Regions from separate parts of the Bombyx mori genome. Here region 1 is linked to region 2. Evidence: chromatin contacts called from public Hi-C data. All regions are on one chromosome and are shown on one strand. The core of a region is the stretch at or near the end of the contact, and the rest is flanking DNA. Distances in the headings are between cores, read along the strand shown. Region 1 holds the start of LOC101742766 (protein Cep89 homolog). Region 2 overlaps LOC101742624 (dystonin).

Region 1 (5,801 bases), core at 1,077-3,576, 44 kb after region 2:
ACGTCGTATTTCGTTTCAACTTATTATTAACATTTTAACGCTTTAATGTAATGTGGAAAACAACGAAAATATATCCTTTATTATTTATTAGATAAACATTTCCGGACTGTCGTGTATACATTTTTAATAAATTAATAAAATTATTCAAGTACATTCGTTACATACTGAGGTAGCATGAAACGAAAAAGGTTTAAGACTTTAAATTTTTAATAAATTATTTCGTTCCGTATCTGGTGCAAAATTTTACTAAGTACCTAATTCTATAACATACAATATCAAATCCAGAACTACGAGGTACTTTGGTAAGACAAAGATGTCTTTTTGTCAACATGTACCTTGAGAAAATGAACGTCATGTAATCCAATTATTGATTAGCGCGTCTGGCAATCGTTGCTTGCACTGAAAACATACAAAAACCATAGAATTTGATCCCAGTGTCACCTATGAAGTCACAATTGTAAATATTTACTTCTTTTTTCCTACCTAAGCTGATGGTCTAGAGAGACCATGTCAGCGTCGCCGGGCTAGTAGGTGAGCTCACGGGGCTCAAACCTGACGATAATATTTCCTAGGAAACCTCATTTGGTCTATTAAGATCCCGAAAACACAGCCCACTGACTTTCACGCCGGATCTACTCAGCAGGTCGTGATTCCGATCCCATGGTAGATTCAGCGAAGTCCTGCTCTTGCTAGGGCTAATAGCCTCTTAGGCTACGAGCGAACACGTAGAGAAAAAGAACTATTAAGTTTTTTTTTTTATTGCCCTTGTGGGCAGACGAGCATACGGCCCACCTGATGGTGAGTGGTTACCGTCGCCCATGGACGTCAGCAATGCCAGGGGCAGAGCCAAGCCGCTGCCTACCGTTAAAGATATTCAGTTCAATCGTTTTCAAGATTATAATTAATTACCTTAACGATCATGAAAGAAATAAAAATCATTGTTATGTTAAATATTTATACTTATAATTTCTATGGTTGTAATTTGTTTTGTGTATCAATAAAAAGAAAAAAGAAAAAAAAAGGACGCCTCCTTTTTTCACTTCCATTATAGGCATACCCTCATCGGCGCTATATTCTTCTTGAAAGGGTTATGAAACATTCAATGTTACTAAAAACTAAACGTCATTGCACCCAATAAACAATCATCTATAACCTGTACGAGAGTTCGTAGGTCGAACAGGTTTCGTTTGAAAACAATGGAGCCATTTTTCTTCAGCCAACAGGATAAGGAATTCATTCATTGTTCGAAGTTTAAATTTGAAACTCGAATCCCAAGTTTGTGCTCGGTGTTATATTCCTGTAGTGTTTTCATGAGGTCGTGATATTGAATATACCTATTCTTATAATAGGTAGTCCAAGTACGTACTTCTTTATACTCGATCAAAGAATTGAAATATTTATTAGATGTTAAACTCTAATAAGCCTTATAGTTTTCTATGTATTGTGATTTTCATTACCAATTATGTAATTTAAATACATCGATGCGATCGTGGCATCGATTCTGAGTGCAAATTGAATTTGCTAATAACGGATTTGAAAAATTAAAACTACCCTATAATAAAACTATTAATAAATATGTAAGTATTTGTCATTACCGCAGCGAGTAGACGTTTCTTCGACATTCAAAGGTGTGATTAAAACAAAACCAACATTCTTGTACAGATAAGATTATTTGAGAGGGTATTTTAGATTATACATACGTTTTTATAATAATAAAAAATTGTAAATGTGAAAAATGCTTACTCTGCTCATCTAGTACGTTGGTTACCGTCATGGAATATCAGAAAGTGAAGTCCACCCACCTTGGAACACGAGTCGAAGTTCTAAATGTATTTTTGTAATGACTGTCCCATCCACAAACCGGAACGCCACGCGGCAGGATAATGGTGCTTACCCGTGCCGGCTTTCGGGTTTATACATAGATTGCCGCTATAGTTTTTTCCAAACAGCGGCTTGGCTGTTCCCTTAGAATTGGCTATGATCACGAGCGACCGTGATCGCAATACTATGGGCCGCTTGGTTTTATTCCGTACGAAAGGCAAAGGAATTTTTTAAAAACCTATTTTAGATTCAATAAAATACAGAACGGAAAACGAATAGGTAATGCCTAGCACTAAAAACTATTTTTAAATTCAGAATACCTACATACGATTTTCTATCAGCTTATTTATTATTTGGTTGGTATTACTTACATATTTGGTTGGTATAACTTGCAACAAAATGAAAGGTAGCGTATAAAACTAGGGTAGGTACTAAGTATCGCAGCGTAGGCTACATTTCAAAATGCTAAATCGTTATCATTGAGCGTTGCGCCATCGTGTGCTGTTTTATTAATAGAAATTCGAATTTGAAATGTTAAACGTTGGTATTTATAATGAATAATTTGAAATACGAAAATTGTTTATGGTAATAAGAATTTCCGAATTAGAACAACTATTTTTGAAGAAACAGTGTCTTCGAATACTACATAAATTATTGACTTGCCTTTCGAAATTAATCTCGTAAATTATTGTTAATTTACTAACAGTAAATTTATTTTCTTGCACGATTCGTACCATGAGAAATTCACACGGGGAAATGGGTATTCCAGTTTTTGTTCGGCGCCTATTCAATGGGTAAAACCGGCGCGTACCTACCTATGTAATAAGTTTACCCGCCATCGTGTATAACCTTTTTTTTTGTTCTTTGAACTTACATACATGCATGTACGCATTTGTTATTCATTGAATCCTTTCAATTTTAAAGAACATATATTATGAGAATTAATAATGTAGAATAAAAAATTGTACAGAATGGATGAAAGTGAAAACAAAGTTAGTCGAGGCCGTGAACGCAAAAAAAACAACTGTATTTAGTGAGCGGATGAAATCTGAAGGCGTCAGGTAAACAGCTTAGATAACTTTTCATACACTATACGCTGAATATACAACTTTATCATGCGCGTGTGCAAACATTAATCAAAAAACTGTCGTCACTATCGTTATACATGTACGTATGATAACGTGACCCGATTACAACAAAAAGTCTGTTTTATAAAACAAAAAATATGTATAGCTACGTAAGAGCATAAAACCGACCTGCTATCCTGAGGACTGCACGGTCGGCCGGGTCCAACTGCAGAATGGACAAAGGCTTGTCCTTCGCCCATTCTTTCAAGCTGAAATCGTTTTCGAATTCCATTTTTCTGTCATCCAAAACACGAAGTCTCGCGCGAACTCTCGCACATAATTGAATTGATCACAGCACAACACTACCACCGAATATTACACAACAAACACATGTTTTAGATTATAATACAAATAAAAAGTAAACAATACGTTACGTTCATTGTAACATGAAAATCAATAAAGTTAGCGCATATCACAGCGCGCTTCAATACCCTTAAAAACTGTTAGCTTAACAATATAATCAACACTTGCATAGCACTAATATTCAAGAAAAAAATATTAAGATTGACTGCAACAAACTCCTGTTCAAAGGGACGGAGTGACAACAAACGATTTATAGGTTATAGAATTCGTTGAGCGTCATACACCGAGCCGGCGGACTGACATGATGCGACTGTCTAGTTCGAGAAAAAGCCGCAAAACGTCGCTGTTATCACTCAGCTGTTTTGGCGCATGTTCACTTCAATATAATACAGTAAAGTTAAATTTTCACATCAATACATTAGGGGTTTGCTAAGCAAGCAGGTTTATTTTTTGGTGGTGTAATGGTCTAACATTAAAGAGCTTGTTGCTGCTAGTTCCATCTATGTTAAAATATTTGAAGATAATTTCTAAGCGCTTACAAATGGATTGTACAGATGGCAGTATTTAAAGTCAGTGGACTTAATAAATTATTATTTCATTGTCTAGTCTTTTACGCAAATCTTATTCCTTTTATATCTACTAGTGTCGAATTTATTTATTAAAAATGAAATTAAGTTGATTACCTATCTGAAATTGTGACCAATTGGGTAGAAATGAATTGAAATTAAATGAAATGGAATGTTAAGAGATGAGGTGAAGTAATATTCTGGTAAAGCAGTGAGAGTTAACAGAGATGGCAGAAGTTTTGACAGAAACCGAAAAGCCAAACTCAGAGATTAAGGTTTCATTTTCCCTCACTTGCAATAAGTTCACTGATGATAAATGCTTCACAAGCCACCATTGATAAATGTTTAAACCTGAAGAAAATAAAATATTCTAGTCCTTGTAATGTCTCTCCTCGCGTTCCCTTCAAATAGTGATGGGCATTGAGTAAATAAAAGTTTTTATTAAAGTAAGTAACAGTAATTTTATCAGTAACTTTTACTGATGGTAGGACCTCTTGTGAGTCCGCACGGGTAGGTACCACCACCCTGCCTATTTCTGCCGTGAAGCAATAATGCGTTTCGGTTTGTAGGGAGTTGCAGCCGTTGTAACTATACTTGAGACCTTAGAACTGATATCTCAAGGTGGGTGGCGCATTTACGTTGTGGATGTCTATGGGCTCCAGTAACCACTTAACACCAGGTGGGCTGTGAGCTCGTCCACCCATATAAGCAATAAAAAAAATAAAAAAAACATAAAATTATTAGTCTGTAGTGAAGTTCGCCACAGCTTGAAATTAATGAACGTTTGCAAAGAAATTGCCTAGGTTTTATTTAACTTCACCATATACAAGATTACGTTGACAAGTTATGGTCGTTGTCGTATCTGCTTGTCTACCACATGCTGTACTTTTTCTGTAAAGTCTTCAGCAGTAATATCAGTACCAAGCTTTAAGTGTATAATCTATGAGCAAGCTGGAACTGCGTAATGCCTACTCCTAACGGTAGGCATTTCGGCAATATAGTCAACTATTTCACCTATAACATCTTCCCCCTTAAATATCCCGTCGTATCGTGAGTTTGCTGCCTGTCTGTAGGAACAGACAGGCAGCAAACTCACGATCCATCTGATTTTAAGTGGGAACCAGAACTCATTGTCATAGCTAGTTCAACCCCACAAGCCGGAAAGAATTAATGCTTTGCGGCAGAAATAGCTAACGCCCTAATCAAACTTAATTGCTGGCAAGCTTACAATACGCCCTACAAGCAGTTATTACGCAAATTATGTTTTTCCGGTTTAGATTACTATTACATTAATGTATTCCTTCATTGTGGAAGTCATTTACCAACATGGGTTAGGTACGAATTTCATTAAATATTTTTACCTGCATCATTGATTGAAAGCCGGCGTGGGCGTATCCTTTAATTTAAACACATCGAGTGTCTTATCCCTCAGGCAATTATGTATTCTCTTAGGACACTTAGATATGCCCTGATGAATTCAACGTTTTTGAGCTCTGATGAGTTTCAACTGGGTTTGACGGTAATATGTATAACACTAGCAGCAACTGAAGAAGCATAGGTCAGCATACTCTAAGTATGCAATTGCAAATTGTACTTACTTAGAGTTACACTTTACAATTACTTACAATTTACAATTGACATCCTTACTTTTTCTCTTTCTGAGTAGGTACTGTTTCAGAGTGAGGACCGGACGTTTGATTGAAAAAGCTAGAGAAGGGTTCTTTAGAGTTTTTACTTTGTTCCCACATACCAAGTCGTGTCCTAACTATTCGGTACAGCGATTAAAGTTCCCGTCTTTCCCAAAGATGACAATCTCAGTCTTTGTACAAATTTAAAACCGAGAAACTTAATCAATACCAGAATTTTGTAGAAATAAAAATCACTGTCTCTGAAGCGTTACCATAGCGACAGAAATGTCAAAACTCATAGCTTGTTTACTTTTAAACAACATTACCTACAAAGTGTTTTTTCTCGCAAAAGCTCT
Region 2 (5,765 bases), core at 1,886-4,385:
AACACGCAGCCCGGACGCCCTCTCTGGGACCTAATGCACCTGGCATATCGAGCCGGGAATCCCAGCTCCTTCAGGGCATTGACGATTTCTGCCTCGTCGGTGTCGGCAGGGAGGCCCCGGACCGCCACCTTCGAAGGCATCTCCTCCGCCAGGGCGTAACAGTACCATTTAATGGCACTGTCCCTGGCAGAGGCCTCCGACAGGTAGGCCTGGACCGCCCTATACTCCTCCACCGACGTCGGCAGAAATCTAAAACCGGCGCCGAAGGGTCGCGCCGAGGGGGCGCGGCCTAGGCGCTCCCTAATGGCCGCCATGTGGCGGGACCAATTTGGAAGGGCCTCCACCATAATTGGCGGGTGTCGGCGCAGTACCTCCTGGGCACGACCCTTCGGCCTCGGGGGAGGAATTTGTGAGGATTGGGAAGTCCTCTGGGTGGTGGGAACACCTGGCCTAGCTGCCATGGCAGCATAGGAGGTAGAAGGAGTGGGATTGGGCTTTGGGACGTGTGGTCTGGTAGACTCGAGGTCCATATACCTGGTCGAATCCAGGTTACCCGCCGTGCCGCTTAGGGCGGGGGCACCTCGGGTTGAGTCTACCGGGATAGGGGAAAGCGTTGGGGAGGGAGAACGAGGAGGGGATCGTTGTTGCCTTAGGGCTATCCCTGTCCTGGCGGGAGCCCTAGGTTTCGGAGTTGGTTTAGCTGGGATTGGACTCCCAGAGGGGGACGAAGATCTGGACGAGGAGGGAGTGACTGATTCTGTCGAGGAATGAGCCGAGGACGTGGTCGAACTATCCTCCCCCTCCGATCTGGAGGAAGGGCCTAGTCTGGGACGCTTGTCCTTATCGCTCGATGAGCCTCGGTCAGACTCGGACCTGGCCTTCTTCCGCGGCCGAGAGGGCCCAGAGGGATCGGTCAACGAAGGAAGGTTATCTTCCTCCGGTTCGATCCTCAGAGTCCTCTGGGCCGCGACCGAAGGCCCGGGCAGACTGTCCGTCCCGAGTCCCATCGAGCCTATGCGAGCTGCTGGCGTTGGTTGGTATCTGCTTGATTGAGGCATCACCTGTCGTCCCTTGTGAGACGGGCCGGGAGTGCTGATGAGCGGGGGTGAATTTCCCCCAGACATGATATTAAGGTCTAGCAGGCTTAATTGGTCATTGGATCCCCAGGGAAATCAATTCGGTCAAGCTGAATGTTTTTGCTAGTTACCGACCGACCATATAAATAATATTCAAAGTAAATTGGTAACAGTAAACAAAAATTGAATTAGAGTAACTAAATTTAATATTAAATAATAAGATTAAAAGACTGTAATTTAAATGGACTAATAACTATTTATGGGTAATGATAATCAAATGTACATTAAAAGATATGGAACAATAGTGGGGTCAGTGAGTATCCACCGCTATAATAATATACAATAATAATAAATGAATTCAAAAACTAAATATAATACTACTGATAATACTAATAATACCAATTCTATAAAACAACATTTAATTACGCTACTATAAATCAATAAATGAATAAGAAGTATAATGTGTGTAAATATATATGTAATTATATCTATTCCTCTTTCCGGCCAACACGGACTACCCCAGCGTATGTCGACAGACCGGTGGTCCCAGATTTGACGGTTCCGAAAAATATTCGGGACCGTGAAATCCCCACCTTCCGGTCAGCCACACCACACCCTGCAGCAACCCAGTCAACCAAGTAATTAAAATAGAATAATAATTAAAATAAACTATAACCTAAACAAAATTTCATAAAACTTGAAGAACCTGTAAACAAAAGGATGGCGGGAACACCCTACCAGAACCCTACTAAAACTACAAAAATAACAAAAGGAAAACTAAATAATTACTGTATCTAATAAGAGACCACTTAAGAAGGTCGGCCGGTATACCAGAATTTACTATCTACGTAAAATTAAATGCTAAAAAAAATATTTTGCTAAAAGTGGGTAGATATGAAAAAAATTTTTTTAAAGCTACAGCAGCGCCAATTATTTACACAGTACTATATTACAAAAATTAATTTAATTTAATCTAAGTTGTAAAAATAATGAATGAAACTAATCTAAACTATTCTAAATTTTAACTAAGCTAAACTGGTATTACAGGGGTTCCAGCGCCATCAAACCTTAATAACTAGACCAATTTACCGGGTTTAGCGACCGCCCCGCCTAACCCCGAGGGGTAGGAGAGGACTGGGAGTGACACAGGGAGGCCAGACTCGATGGCGCTAACGTTCGCCGGTTTTATATCCAAATAAAACGGCGACGCAGCTTTCACAGGCTGGTCGACACCTACCCGTATTAAACTGGTGTTTAAAGAAAGAAGTGTCGATCCACTTACCTGGTCCCGGGTCCCGCGTTTCACTGCTCGGAATGTCTCCACCCCGAAACAGCACCGCTAGATTCAACACACGCACTTTGGGCACACACTGACTGCACAGCACAACACAGCAAGGGGCCACTTAGCCTGGTGTCCCGGGCAAGGTGATATTACTTAAACATATGTGTATATATAACATACATAATATTTATTTTTTCCATTCAATTCAAAAGTCAGGCTTACAGTTTGCACCAAAACGCCTGACTCGTTAACACAAAAAACATTATTAAAATTATTAATTACTATTATTATGCTAAAAATAACATTATTTTGGAAAAAGTATTCCCCAACTATCGGCGAGTACGTCAGCATCCTGGATTTCGGACAGAAATGACGCTAAGCAATTAAAATCCATCAAAATGCAGTTTGGGTTGCATGTTTCTAAGACGCCTCTAAAAGTTTTGAGTCTGAGTTTTAAGTATTTAACTTAAAAAAAAAGGGCAGCGTAGATACCTCAAAGTTACATGCTTCTTGGAACTACTACACTTGTCGTGTGTTGATGCTACTAAAACAATAACCTAGTCTTAAAGGAACACGGTTCTCAAACTTTCAACTGAATCGATTAAGTGAAACTCAAATGCATAGAACACTATTCACAACAAACTTAACAAAAATTCCTTTTCTATATATTAGTGGATCGGTAATGATGAATTAAATTGATGATGTCATTTACGGCTTTTGCATGACCTCGGGCTTGGTCATATCATGATGACGTCACTGTGATATCATATTATTGACACTATGCGGTTATTTGTTTAGAGAATTCGGGAATCTTTTTAGTTCAAATAGTAAAGTATTCTGTGATAATATGAGTTTTATAGAAGTAAGATTCATTTTCATTTTAAGCCGGATTGTTTTAATCGAAAGATGGTAGTTGGGTTTTTAATCGGTATAGATTTGGATTGGATATTACAAAAACCCATTAACGTTGCGGGTTTTTTACTCGGGTTTGTAACCCGCGGTTATTGTCGTAACGCAGGTCATGCCGCGGGGCGAAGCTAGTCTAAAAAAGGTAGTTAAGACCAGCCGTTCCAGAGATTAGCCGGAACAAACAGACAGACAAACAGACACAAAAGAAAAAAAGAAAAATTGGTATATGTATTTTTTATACATACTTACGCATTTAGTAAAAAGTGGTTATTTTATTATTACAAACAGACACTCCAATTTTATTTATTTGTATAGATTACGCGATAAGTTTTTGTAAGCAAATCAATAATTTCCTTACAAATCTTTTAGACAAGGTTACGGCAATTCAATGAATTAATATTTACCGAAATAAAATTTCACGATTCAAGATACGAAAAAAGTTCACAACTTTGAGAGCCATCACTCGTGCTATAATAATTACTGCAGTATGCTTGTTATGTTATAAGAGATTTTATCTTGAGTGTTAACAGACGCACTTAACTTTTAGAAAACAAAAAAAGCTCTTTTATGTACTCGCGAAGGAGCCACGGTGCGGTAATAAAATGGATAGTTAAGTGTTGCCATATTAAAAATTCTATTTTTGACAAATTGTTAGGTTTTTTTTATTGCCCTTGTAGGCAGACGAGCATACGGTCCACCTGATGCTGAGTGGTTACCGTCGCCCATGGACTTCAGCAATTCCAGGGGCAGAGCCAAGCCGCTGCCTACCGCTAAAACCACCTTACGTGACAAATCTATTTTATCTTGGTCTACGGAGATTTTGATTTTTCTGAGTTCGCATCTTAAATAGTACTCTGTGGAATTGTTTTAGATCATGAAGTCTCTTTCTTATCATCGCATCAGCTTAACAGAGCAGAGCATTTTAAGTGCCTTTCAAAAGATATTTTTGTCCGCTTACCCTCCAAAATGCCGACATATCCTCTCTCGTTAACTTGTCGATTTACCGTGCTCACTTACGATCGAGTTTGTGGTCATTTTGTCTCACAGTGCATTAAAAACATCGAATCCAAGCGTTAGGATCCAAAACAAGAACATCAAATATAAATCTACTAAATAGGTATTTATTGTTCAGAATGCTTTAGTCAAGCAACACGAAATACTTCGATAGGATTTATTCAAATATAATAAATAAATAAAAAGGTTTTTGGTGTGGGTGCGGGAAATAAGATGACAAAGATCTCACTTAGACTTCGAATGCTAAACATCTTTAAGGTCTGTTTTCATTTCCGACCGAAAATGGTTGTCGGCTTTGGCGCCAAATCCTTTTTTATTGCCCTTGTAGGCAGACGAGCATACGGCCCACCTGATGGTGAGTGGTTATCGTCGCTCATGGACGTTGGCCATGACAGGGGCAGAGCCAAGCCGCTGCCTACCGTTAAGTACTCTCCACAAGCCTCGTTTGACATGTCATTATGTCATCTACCTAGAAGTTATACTGACACACGCTTACAAATATCATAACGATTCCGTAATTTTATCCGACATTCACTCTTCCACATATCCGTAACCGCCAGATCTTCTCAGTGGGTCGCGTTTCCGAGCCGGTGGTAGATTATGCGAAGCACTGCTCTCGCTAGGGCTAGTGTTAGCAACGTCGTCAGGTTTGAGCCCCGCGAGCTCACCTACTTGTTAGGGCTACGCTGACATAGCCTATAGGCTATAAGCATAGGCAAGAAAAAAAAAATCTGTAACAACATAGCATCTCAAGGCTTAGGTAGGAAAATAATCTTATCAAATTAGTGTATTGTCATCGGTCCTCGATAAATCTACAAAGTTTGAATGAAATCTGGCCGTTTAAAGGGGGTCAAAATCGCGTCTAAAGGAGTCAGTTACAAACATACATACAAGTGAAGCTAATATAAAGCGTGTAAAAAAATCTGTAACTAGATAAATAATAATAAAAAATCTTGACACTGTTAAATGTATGGCAACCCAGAGACAGGGCGGTTCATGGTGAGATTAAAATAACTCTCTTCCCGGTTTGTTGAACTTGACAATAAACAGTGCGGGGACAAGCAATTTTTGAACGAAACAATACAGGGATTTACGTGACAATTCAATATCTCTTGTATTTATTTATCCGGGATCCTATCACAGTTAGTTTTAAAATTTCGTGATATGTTAGTTAGTAGACTGGTCGAGTTTATTTCTAGTAGAAACTATGAATATTTCATAGCAGTCGTGAGACGACTTAGATCTCACCTAGACTGGTGGTAGGACCTCTTGTGAGTCCACGCGGATATGTACCACCACCCTGCCTATTTCTGCCGTGAAGCAGTAATGCGTTTCGGTTTGAAGGATGGGGCAGCCGTTGTAACTATACTTGAGACCTTGGAACTTATATCTCAAGGTGGGTGGCGCATTTACGTCGTAGATGTCTATGGGCTCCAGTAACCACTTAACACCAGGTGGTGGTGGTGGTTTAAAAAGTGTTTACA

Evidence for each region. A called contact is a pair of places that touch in the nucleus more often than the background predicts.
Region 1: a Hi-C map of midgut shows a contact between it and region 2, with 2.7 times the contacts expected there. The contact joins the promoter of LOC101742766 here to the enhancer-like site in region 2. A contact is called at or near these places in 2 of 7 Hi-C or Micro-C datasets (midgut and whole pupa).

The regions. Positions count from the first base shown.
Region 1 is chr20:2,721,297-2,727,097 of ASM3026992v2, forward strand. It overlaps LOC101742766 (protein Cep89 homolog), which reads left to right and starts at 2,327. Exons shown (of 15, transcript XM_062674297.1): 1 at 2,327-2,406; 2 at 2,792-2,882. It overlaps LOC101742624 (dystonin), which reads right to left and starts at 5,654. Exons shown (of 111, transcript XM_062674251.1): 1 at 5,465-5,654; 2 at 3,078-3,157. The coding sequence starts at 5,565. LOC134200731 (a long non-coding RNA gene) reads right to left here and starts at 1,429. Exons shown (of 2, transcript XR_009975774.1): 1 at 1,154-1,429; 2 at 70-399.
Region 2 is chr20:2,676,481-2,682,245 of ASM3026992v2, forward strand. All of the region lies in intron 2 of LOC101742624 (dystonin), which reads right to left. Among protein-coding and RNA genes, the nearest start is that of LOC134200724, 28 kb to the right of the region's middle. Within about 2 kb of position 3,136, at least 4 of the 8 cell types and tissues checked have open chromatin away from gene starts, as enhancers often do.